Regions from separate parts of the Ovis aries genome. Here region 1 is linked to region 2. Evidence: chromatin contacts called from public Hi-C data. All regions are on one chromosome and are shown on one strand. The core of a region is the stretch at or near the end of the contact, and the rest is flanking DNA. Distances in the headings are between cores, read along the strand shown. Region 1 holds the start of CDC6 (cell division cycle 6). Region 2 holds the start of CSF3 (colony stimulating factor 3).

Region 1 (5,589 bases), core at 2,432-4,931, 210 kb before region 2:
CCCTGGTTGGGGAACTAAGATCCCACAAGCTATGTACACGGTGAAAAAACAACAACAAAACTCATAAGCCGAAGAGATCTAAAAAAGAAGTCTTTAGAACCACCACGTAACATGAACAACAGAGCACTAACCAATCAGCACCAACCGAGAATTGCTTAGCCACGGCCATTCAAACAGTGTGTACAAGACATCCTGCCCTCTGCTGTCCAGCTGATCCATCTCGTCCAACACCAACACACTACAAAGAAAGAAACAATGAGGATCCATGTTCACCTTCTTAACTCTCCAATCTGTTTGATGTGGGCTGACTCTAGGTCACATTCCTACAGCTCAAACCAGTTTGAAGGTAGTCATCTACCCCATTTGGTAACATACAGCAATGAGCTTAAAAACATTTTCCCCCAATTTGAAATTAGAAGGTTTTTCTTTTTTCTTTTCTTCTTTCCCTTTAAGCTTATGTAACTACCTCTCAGAGAGAAAATATAGGATATGTTCTTTTTATGAGTAAACTGATAAATTCAAGAGACGAGACTGTGAGTTTGTGGGCAACAAATCTTGCAGACTTTCACAAAGCAACATGCAGCAGAGCAACGCTTACATCATGGGGCCCTTCTCTGCAGTCATATGGTTTTCCAGTTTCCTCATCATGTCCTTCCCAGCTGGCCTGGATACTTCTTCCTGACAAATCTCCTGAGCAATGGCTGGGAATACAGCCTGGGCACTCCTCAAGGACATGCAATTCAGCACGATAGTTTTAAAGCCTTTTAGTTCCTTCTAGAAAAATTGCAAACAGGCAAGTTAGTTTGGCCTCGGATAAACTTCTGATGGAATGTGATGTGTCTTTGAGGGGTTAACAGCATATAAGAAAATAAGCTCCACTTTCATTTGGAAAGATTTTGACAATGAAATTTAAAATGTCTTATTTGGGAGAAAACTGCAATCCCTGAAGTACTTCCACTTTTTCTTAACCCTTAATAACCAGATGTCATTTTAGCAAGAGCATCATAATTCAGACTCTCAATGTACCTTGAGGTCTTGCAGAATTCGGCTTAAGCAGGCAGTTTTTCCAGTTCCAGGAGCACCAGAAAGATAAAGACTTCCAGCTTTTTTCCCACAGATGTGCTCCCTTAGGAAATTCCTGATGACATCCATCTCCTTTTCCCTGGCAGGCAGCTGATCCGGGACAGCTGTAGTCAGGACCTGTTTTGCTTGCTGGTAGCAAGTGCCTGTGCCAGACATGAAAGGACAATTAGACACAACAGAGGGTACCGAGAAGACCCACCGCCTTTCACTTGGAATCACCAGCCTTGGTTATGAGGCTGCACTAACAGCTGCCATGAAAGAACCAACCCTCTTGCTTGAACAGTCTCAGACATGCAGACTCTTTCTCCGGCGGACACCTCTGCTCAGAATCGGTTGTGATGTCCTGACCTTTCGGAACTGAGGAATGTATTTTGTTTTGGTGAACTCTGGTGCGTTCTCTTTTGCCAGGAGACTTAGTTGTCAGCTGATTGTCAAATACCAGTCTGCGTCCCTTTGATGTCTGTGAGCGAGGGGGACCATTCTCTTTCTTGCCTTGCTTTGGTGGAGAACAGGGAGATAAACGGGGAGTGTTGCACAGGTTGTCATCACCTGAAACATATTAAAATCCGAATGGGTCACTTATAGCAGTGGACAGTAAAAGGATTTGGAAAGATCTCTGCATCCGCCCCTCAAAAGGGGGATGGAATTTCTACCAGGGTCAGAATCACCAAAATAAAATGCCTCTCAGCCAGAAGCAAACATCGGCCACCAGATGGCACCACTGAGTCTTACTAGTTGGTGGAGGTTTTAATGGGAGGAAATTCTAGGATTGCTCTAAAACAGGGCTTTCCAACCTAGGCATCATTGATATCTTGGACCAAATAATTTTTCATTGTGGGGGACTGTCCTGTGCACTGTATCATAGTGAGCAGCACCCACTGTCAGTGGCATCCCCTCAGTTATGACAACTAAAAATGTCTCCAGATACTACCAAATCACCCCTCATTAAAAATAGATGCGCTGAATGAAACAAGAAAGGGAAAAAAGAAAACTTAAAGAAACAAGAAAGGATTATCAACCACAAGAATTGTCACCTGTTTCTCATAATTTCACAACCACTGAGGCAAGTTTCAAAATACTATATAACGAACAGTGACAGTGACAGAATCAAGCTCAGTATTAAGGAACTGAAGATCAGCCCTATGAAGTAGTTCAGAAAGTGATTTCAAAAGTAGCTTAACTCTGAAGTTCAGTAAGCAGTTAGCAACCATTCTGAAAATAACCAAAGGGAATAGAATCGTCTTAATTGTACTTAGAAAGCTGTTTCAAAGTCATCTTATCATTAAGAAAGAGGTTGAGAGCTACCGGTTAAAAAGTACTCAAACAATGGCTATCTTACCCAGACGTTTTCTGGGGCTAAGAGGCAGAATTTTTGCACAAGAAGAACGCAGGATAGCCTGGGCATTTGTCAATTCTAGTTTGGTGTCACTGGAGCTTTTAGCTTTGTCCACTGTCCGAGACGGTTTCTTTTTTGGAAAACTGATTGTAGCCTGTGACTGGGAACGGGTTCGAGGCATGATGGCAGCACAGCTGGGTACAAAAAAAGGAAGGGGACATCCAGTCAATATGTAAAAGTGAAGGAAAAATAATTAACATGGAACTTAAACCAATGATCAACACTCATTTCATAATCAGATTATGTTATGACAATATTTTAGCATTTAATTCTGGTTCATATCCAAATCTATGCAACAAGAAATACCTTGTCTACCTACTATACATAACAGGCTGTCATAAGTATTTTAGGTATTTACTAAGCTTCCCTTGTGGCTCAGCTGGTAAAGAATCCACCTGCAATGCTAGAGACCTGCATTTGATCCCTGGGTTGGGAAGATCCCCTGGAGAAGGGAAAGGCTACCCACTCCGATATTCTGGTGGAGAATTCCACGGACTGTAAGTCCATGGGGTCTCAAAAAGTCGGACACGACTGAGCGACTTTTACTTTCATTTAAGTTTTAGAACCATTTTAGAGGTAGGTACTATTATCCTTTTCTTACTGATAAGAAAACTGAGAGGCAGCGAGACCCAACATCATAGCAAAGTAAGATATAAGACCAGGTATTCTGGCTCCAGAACCCAAATTTTTAACCACTCAAGCCATGCAATAAGAAGTTGATCTTAATTGGCGCCTATAGCACTTCTAATTCTCTAGCTCCAGGCCCGGAGTAGATCATTATCACCATTTTAGCGCAGCAGCCTCCATACTTATAGGCTTCCCCAAGCCCTCAGTCCCTACTCCGTCCAACCTCGGCCCCACAGAATCCCAGACGTTCGGGGAACATCGCCCTCATATCGCACTCAGCACAACTGTCAGACCATTCCGAGGGTGCATTCCTCGCTACCCGACCCCGACCTCATCACCTTCCTGAGATCTGAGCTCTCCTCCCGCGGTCCTTGCCCCAGGCTCTCACAAACTCCGCCGCCCCCAAGGAGAGGACCCGGGCCTCCTCTCCTTTCCACCATACAGGGCTGCGTCACCTCAGTGCCGGCTCTTCCTCACGTCTCCGGCAGACAACTATAGGGACTGTCCACGACAAGCTGCTGGATAAAGCTCACACAGACAGCAGTAAAGCCCAGCCACGCTCGCGCCAAATCTGCACAGCCGCAGCTTTCCCGCCTCCCGCCAAAGCCCTGCCACGCTTCTGATTGGCTGTCGCCAGAGCGCAGCGCGCGCCTTGGAGGCAGCCCCCTCCTTCACAGCCAATCAAGCCGGAGGGTACGCAACCAATAAGAGAGCCCCAGGTCTTAGCGCCACAGTGAGGCCACGCCCACAAGTCCTTTTACATCCGGGGCCTCTGCGGAAAGACCCGCGGTTGCGCCGAGGCCGAGTGAGTCCGGCTGGCCCCGCCGCAAAGCCCGGCGGGATATGTAGTCTTTGCAGCTCGCGACTGTATTCCCACGCCCTTTTTTGGTTCTCGTGCCCTTTCTCAGTGTTGCACGTACCTATTTTTATTATCCTAATGGGCTAGACCCTGATGCTGGGAGGGATTGGGGGCAGGAGGAGAAGGGGACGACAGAGGATGAGATGGTTGGATGGCATCACCGACTCGATGGACATGAGTTTGAGTGAACTCCGGGAGTTGGTGATGGACAGGGAGGCCTGGCGTGTTCATGAGGTCGCAAACAGTCGGCCACGACTGAGCGACTGAACTGAACCGAACTGAACGGGCTAGATTTTCAGAGAGCTACTACATAATCATTTAATCAGTTCAGTCTCTCAGTCGTGTTCGACTCTGAGACCTCGCGGACTGCTGCACTCCAGGCTTCCTTGTCCATCACCAGCCCCTGGAGTTTGCTCAAACTCATGTCCATTGAGTAGGTGATGCCATCCAACCATCTGATCCTCTGTCATCCCCTTCTCCTCCTGCCTTCAATCTTTCCCAGCATTAGGGTCTTTTCCAATGAATCTGTTCGCATCCGGTGGCAAAAGTATTGGAGCTTCAGCTTCAGCATCAGTCCTTCCAGTGAATATTCAGGATTGATTTAAGATTGACAGGTTTGATCTAACTGCAGTCCAAAGGGACTCTCAAGAGTCTTCTCCAACACCACAGTTCAAAAGCATCAATTCTTCAGCACTCAGCTTTCTTTACGGGCCAACTCTCACATCCATACATGACTACTGGAAAAACCATACCTTTGACTAGATGGACCTTTGTCGGCAAAGTAATGCCTCAATGCCTACCATTATTTGGGCAATTCTGGGTGCCAGGTTTGATGCCAAGTGCTTTACTAATGCTCAACACTGCAAGGCACAAAGCAAATCCGCTGAGGGTTAGAGGTCACAAAATTTTTGGTGGCTTTGAGGGCCCAGGATCATTATTTGGTACCAAAGTCAGTTTCTTTGTAAAGCTCTGCATAAATAACACTGCACTTCATCACATTAGCCCCCTTATTTGTGTTTCAAAGATGAAGAAATAGGGCCAGGCCTTTGCTTTTATTTCGTTACAGATAAGAATATGATATTCTGTGTACCTTCCCATTACTAGTCCCATTGATCCACACAATGTGGGGGAGTGGAGAGAATTATGGCCCCTTAATTTAAAAATATTTTTTAATGGCTAAATACAAGGGTTTCAGGACCAGAGACGACCTCTATAGAAGAGGCAAGCTGAGCTTTTAATGAAAAAATATAAATTAGAGCAGCAATTTACAGACCAGCTTCCAAAGCTAATAACCCAGTTAAGCCTCAGGCGCCATTAAAAACCAAAACCCATATTCTAGGTGATGGTAAGCATTTATCTCTCATCCTTCTATATCAAATGAAATAGAGCAATAAAAGCAAGTAATAGGAAAACAACAATATTACAATCAAGTTAGTTGTAGTTGATTCATATAGGGTATAAAAGCCAATACTTATGTGTATGTCAGGCTTTGAGCTCTGGTATTTTACCTATATCACCCTATTAATTCTCATAGGAACCCCATGAAGTTGTAATTATTTCCATTTCACTAATAAGGAGACAGAAATTAGAGAGGTTGAGGAGATGTGCCCAAGATCACACAACT
Region 2 (5,820 bases), core at 685-3,184:
GCCCGAATGCAGGGCTGGAGCCAGGGGGCAAGGACCCAGTCGGGGAACACTGCTGTTTAAATATTAAACAGGGCTGTCTCGTCTCCCACCTGGGAGACTTCCCGATGCTTCCAAGGGCCCCGAGGAGGGCACCCTCAGGGTAGGGGTTCACTGCAGCTTTCCCCAGAACCCACAGCGGAGCCAGACCTGGAGCAGCTACAAGAAGTAATACTTGGTATTTACCAACTCCCTCCCAGTCCCAGTACACAAGACGGGGAGTTTTCCCCACATGGAGGTGGAAGGAAGGACCCAGGAGCCTGGGGCTCCTTTCTGTGCTTCCCTGTCTTTAAATATTAGATTTAAATAAGCATAAATATTAAATACAGAGATAAATACACAAGAGGGGAAGAGCTGTGCTCAGGGCTCGGCAAGGTAGCGCAGGCCACGGTATGCCAGCCCCAGGAAACGCTGCAGCTGGGAAGCAACCAGGACTCCTCCTGCTCGGCGCTGGAAGGCCGACGTGAAGGTCGGCATGGTGCCCTGGGTGGGCTGCACAGCAGGGGCCACCCCCAGGTCCTCCATCTGTGGGGGAAGATGAGGTCAGCAGTCAGGGCAAGTTGGCACAGGGAGGGAAGGCCGGGGGCTGATGGGCTGTGGAAGATCCAGGGTTCACAGTGGAGCCAGGACAAGAACCAGGTCCAGGGACTTGGCTCCGCCCTAGAGAACTCCAGGGCCCCAGGCTTGCAGCACTACCTTTGGGGACCAGCTCCCAACGAGACTCACCTGCAGCCAGATGTTGGTGGCAAAGTCGGTGACGTCCAGCTGCAGTGTGTCCAAGGTGGGAGCCAACTCTGGGGAGATGCCCGCCAGGGCCTGCAGGAGGCCCTGGTAGAGAAAGAGGCCGCCGTGCAGTTGGTCTAGGCAGCTCGTCTGGGGGGTCGGGTGGGAGAGTCAGGGGACGCCGCCTGGGATGCTCCCCTCAGGGCCCCTGCGTGGAGCCTAGAGAACTGGGGAGCCTTCCAGGTCAGCCTACCCTTCCGCCCCCTCATCTCCCTTCTCCCCTTGGGACACTCACCAGCTGCAGGGACTGGCTGGAGCAGCTGCTTAGGGGAGCCTGGGGGATGCCCAGAGAGTGCCCGAGCAGTACCAGCTCCTCCGGGTGGCACAGCTTGTGGGTGGCACACTGCGGTGGGAGGGATGCTGGGTGAGGGGCCAGCTCCTCCTCCTCCCCGAGCGCCCCCACCTCTCCACCCCCACATCTCCGCCTCCCCACCCGTCCTGCCAGGCTTCTCAGCCCCCTTCTTCCATCCAAGCTCCCAGCCGACCCTTCCCAGCACTAGAGGCTCTTCCCCCAGTTCCTCGCCAGCCGCCCTCCGGGCTGGGCCTCTCCTGATTCTCCTTTTCCCCCAGTGTCTTCTCTCACCGTGTGTCCCTTCCTGCTGCCCTTTCCCACGCTGCCCTTCAGCCCTGCTCTCTCCCTCAGCTCCCCCCCTGCGCCTCCTTCCCTCCCTGCCCTGCTACAGCATCTGTCCCCTCCCTGTCCCCACGCTGGCCTCCCTCACTCACCAGCCTCTCCTGCAGCTCGGCGCCATCAGCCTGGATTTTCCTCACTTGCTCTAAGCACTTGAGCAGGAAGCTCTGGGGCAGGGAACGGGCAGGGCCAAGGGGGGTGGCTTCGTGCACCGTCCAGAGCGCGCTGTGCCAGAGGAGCAGCTGCAGGGCTGGGAGCAGACAGGGGCTCAGGAGAAGTGCAGACCTTTCTGGAAGCCCAGGCATCCCTGCCCGCTGCCACAGCTCTCCCCTCCCAGGACCCAGACACTCACCCATCAGCTTCATGGGGCTCTGGGCAGAAGGCTCAGCCAAGGGTCTGGGTGAGGCTGTAGGTTCTGGGTTCTGTCAGGGACCAGCTCCGGGGGCCTTTATACTCAAGCCCATGGAGGCCTGGGAGGAAATTACCTGGTGCTGCGACTAACGCTTAGTAATAGCTTCCCAAGTTTTATGCAAATTTGTTGTCCAGGACAATGCAGGGGGGTTGGGACCAAAAAAAAGTGTTTGCGAAAGTTTTGTGAAATTGTGGAATCTCTGATTCTTCTTTGACGTCTTGCCCCCCTCAAACTCCCTTCCTCCCCTCAGCCCCACCCAGGTCTGAATTGCCCCAGAGTGTTTGAACTAAACCTCTGAACCAAACTGAGCTAATGATAAAAGGCCGGGAGGCTGGAGTCTGGTTGAACCTCAAGGAAGAGGCAGGCCTGGGGCCCTCCTCCGTCCCTCCCTCCCCTGGCATATCTCCTGGGTCAGCCCCATTAGCCACTCTCTCGGGATCCTTAAGCCACCTGCTCCCTAGGCCCCCAATTTGGAGAAGGAAGAAGCTAGTTTCCTCATTTCTATCCCGCCAGGTCCCAGGCGATAGAGATCGCCTCTCTGATTGCCCTCTTGAGGGGCCAGAGGCCTGAGGTAGGGACGTTGGGGTCCGGCCGCCTGTCCCCACCCCACACTCTGATGGGCATCCTCCCGGTCTCCATCCTGAACTGATTAGCTGGGAACTCCCCAATCCCCCCATGACTCATCCCTTTGCCCCCGGAATCCTGGCAGAGACCAGAGGAAACCGGATGTCTGTCCCGGATGAAGCAAGACCCTTCGAGGCTCTTGGGTCACCTGACCTTGTCCCTCCTCCTCCTCTTGCACTGACCGCCCCCCACCCCCACCCCCGGCCAGTGCCTCAGCACTTTGGAGTTGAGGGTCTGGGACAGGTGGCTTCCCTGGCGGGGTTCACTGCCAGCGGGCGAGTGTGTGCTGCCCTGAGGGGAGAAGGGCTGGGGTGAGAAAGAAGAAACCTCCTGGCCTCAAACCCAAGAACCACGCGCTGTCCAGGCTGGGAGAACTTTAGGCGTCTGTTCCAACACTGTGAACTGGGTCAGTGAATGAAGAGGCTCGCCCAAGGTCATGGATAGCAGAGTTGGAGTTATAACCCAGACCTCTGCCTCCAGTATGAGCGTTTTCCATAGGCCATGGGGCCTGCCTGGGGCAGTGTGGCCGACTGCATCTGAGACTGTCACTTTCTCTCCCAGTTAAGCCCACCAGGTGCCTTAACAGTCTTGGGAAGAGGAGTGGGTGTGTCTAACTGGTCCAGGCCATCTCTGGGGTGGGGGTGCCCTCTGGTGGTCACAGCTGGCAGGGCCAACAACCATGAATCAATTCATGTCCTGCTTCTGGTCCTGGCCACGCTGGACAGCCCTGGCCCTGCTGGACAGCCCTGGCCCTGACTCTACCTTAGGCCAGGACACTGATTAAGCCTAGTTCTATGCCCACCTTCATGGGAAGAGTGAATTTAACAGAACTGTTGGGAGTCAGGGCAAGAGTTCTCACAATCATGCCTTCTCTCCCTCGCCTTAACCTCCAGAGTGCACAGCCCACCCCAGATAATGTGTTGGGCACTCCCCGTTGTTGTTCAGTCGCTAGATCTTGTCCGACTCTTTGCAACCCCACGGACTGCAGCACACCACGCTTCCCTGTCCTCTGCAGTCTCCCGAAGCTTAAATTCTTGGGCATTGAGTCCATGATGCCATCCAACCATCTCATCCTCTGGCACCCTCTTCTCCTGCCTCCAGTGTTTTCAGCATCAGGGTCTTTTCCAGTAAGGCAGCTCTTTGCATCAGGTAGCCAAAGTATTGGAGCATCAGCATCAGTCCCCCCAATGAATATTCAGGGTTGATTTCCTTTAGGATTGACTGGTTTGATTTCCTTGCAGTCCAAGGAACACTTCCTGCACATTGGCAAATGCACTCTTTTAATAAACCTTATGACAAAATTACCAGAAAGATCTCCCCCTTTACAGAAGATGAATCTGATCTTGAAGAGGTTAAATGACGTGTCCCAAAATAGCAGAGCCAAGGTCTGCCCTGTGCCAGAGTCTTCAGCTCTTAGCTATCGAGTCTCTGCGTTCCGCCTTCCTCACCTGGGACCAGGCCAGCTCTGGACCCAAACTTTAATTTTCGCTTACAGTGCAGCTGTGTCTGATGTTTGGCTCAGAAAATGCTGATTCTAACAAGGGTGGCCGGAATGGTGAAAGGACTCAGGATGCTGATTTGAAAAAAGCAGACTTAAAAAAAAAAAAGCTTTTTTTGGTGAAGGGGCTGCTCCTTGTGGCACCTTAGTTCCCAGACCAGGGATCGAACCTGTGTCCCCTGCAGTGGCAACACAGAGTCTTAACCCCTGGACCACCAGGAAATGTCCACAAACTGGCAGTTTTGTCTGGCAAAGAGGAGAGGGTTGTTGTGTGGTTTCAGGGACCAGAAGTGGGATAGGGAGTGGAAGCCACGGCCAGCCAATTTTCAGCTCAAGAAGAGAGTGTTCTAACTACCGGAGGTGTTGAAGGATGGGGTGAGCTGCTTCCAGAGAGAGTGGGACTGTCTGGCCAGGGAGGTGTTCTGGCCTCCATCCCATACGGAGAGAATCTGGGTGAATGCTGGCTGACAATTAGAGGGCACCTCTTATATGCCAGGCACCTTCCATTACACTTTCTTCTTTCATCCTATCAACCGAGTGTGCAGAATCTCCATTATAGACAAGGGTTGGCTTCAGAGCAGGGAAAAGCCCAAGATCACAGAACAAACTGGGGGCAGGATTTGTGGCCGCCCTTCCTGAGCCCCCGTCATTCTCATTACACTGTCTTCCTATTCAGAGATGCACTTCTTGGATGACAGCTCAGCCCAGGTTTCAGCCCCGCCCGTGAGAGAATAAAGACCAGGCAGAGAGAGAGTTACTGGTTCTGATACATGTGGGCTGGGCCAGACTGAAACCGTCTCTCAAAGGGCCTGGCCCCAGAGACCCCTAGCTGTTGTTCATCCTCCCAGCTTCCTCAGGGCTTTCCTAATTATTTCTCAATAGCCAGAGCGGGTGGGTAGCTTCCACTCACACTTCCTGTTTTCATCTGGAACTGGGGCTTAGAGCACATCCCACCCCCCAACCCCTTTATTTTTGGCCACGACATGCACCGCATGGGGATCTTAGTTCCGTAACTAGGGATCAAACCTGTGCCCCAGCTGTGGATGCCCTGAGTCCTAACCACTGGACTGCCAGGGAAGCCCCAGAGTGTCTTTATACAGGCTCTGGAGTAATGCCTTTGCTGCAGACTTGGCCTGTGGGCTGAGATATGTACACCCCAAGTTGAGAGTGAGTGTTACATTTTTTGAAATGGCTGGAAAAAAAAAAGAATATTTTATCACATGTAAAAATCACAACAAGCCAGTGTTCATAAATAATTTGTTTAGGACTTCCCTGGTGGTCCAGTGATTAAGAATCTGCTTGCCAATGCAGGGAACATGGATTCAATCACTGGCCTGGGAAGATCCCATAGGTCGCAGGGCGACTAAGCCTGGGTGCCACGACTACTGAGTCTGGGCTCTAGAGCCCACAAGGCAACGACTGCTGAGCCCACACGGCAACTACTGAAGCCTATACACCTAGAGCTTGTACTCAAGACTAGAGCAGCCACCGCAACGAGAGGCTTCTGCACCTGGAGAGCAGCCCTGCTCGCTGCAACTAGAGAAAGCCCGCTCAGCAGTGAAGACCCAGCACAGCCAAAAACAAATAATTTGTTTACATATTGTTTATGCAAGTCCCCTTTCAAGAAGGACAGAAGTGAATAGTTGTGACTGCGGATATGGCTCACAAGTCTAAAAAACGTACTGTCAGACCCTTTAAGAACAGTTTGCAAACTATGTCCACAGGACACATGTACAAAGGGACACACAGAAATGTCCTCTGGAATGTTGTTTGTAACAGTTGGCCAATGGCCACCAGTAAATTAATAAATCGTGGCCCATTCATACCACGTATGGC

What was found. A called contact is a pair of places that touch in the nucleus more often than the background predicts.
Region 1: a Hi-C map of hypothalamus shows a contact between it and region 2, with 4 times the contacts expected there. The contact joins the promoter of CDC6 here to the promoter of CSF3 in region 2. A contact is called at or near these places in 6 of 16 Hi-C or Micro-C datasets (blood, hypothalamus, liver and 3 more).

Annotation. Positions count from the first base shown.
Region 1 is chr11:40,284,929-40,290,517 of ARS-UI_Ramb_v3.0, reverse strand. CDC6 (cell division cycle 6) reads right to left here and starts at 3,681. Exons shown (of 12, transcript XM_060395597.1): 1 at 3,445-3,681; 2 at 2,423-2,613; 3 at 1,351-1,632; 4 at 1,027-1,226; 5 at 599-771; 6 at 132-238. The coding sequence starts at 2,600.
Region 2 is chr11:40,077,350-40,083,169 of ARS-UI_Ramb_v3.0, reverse strand. It overlaps CSF3 (colony stimulating factor 3), which reads right to left and starts at 1,934. Exons shown (of 5, transcript XM_042256712.2): 1 at 1,803-1,934; 2 at 1,546-1,700; 3 at 1,055-1,162; 4 at 763-864; 5 at 1-561. The coding sequence starts at 1,815. The coding sequence ends at 397.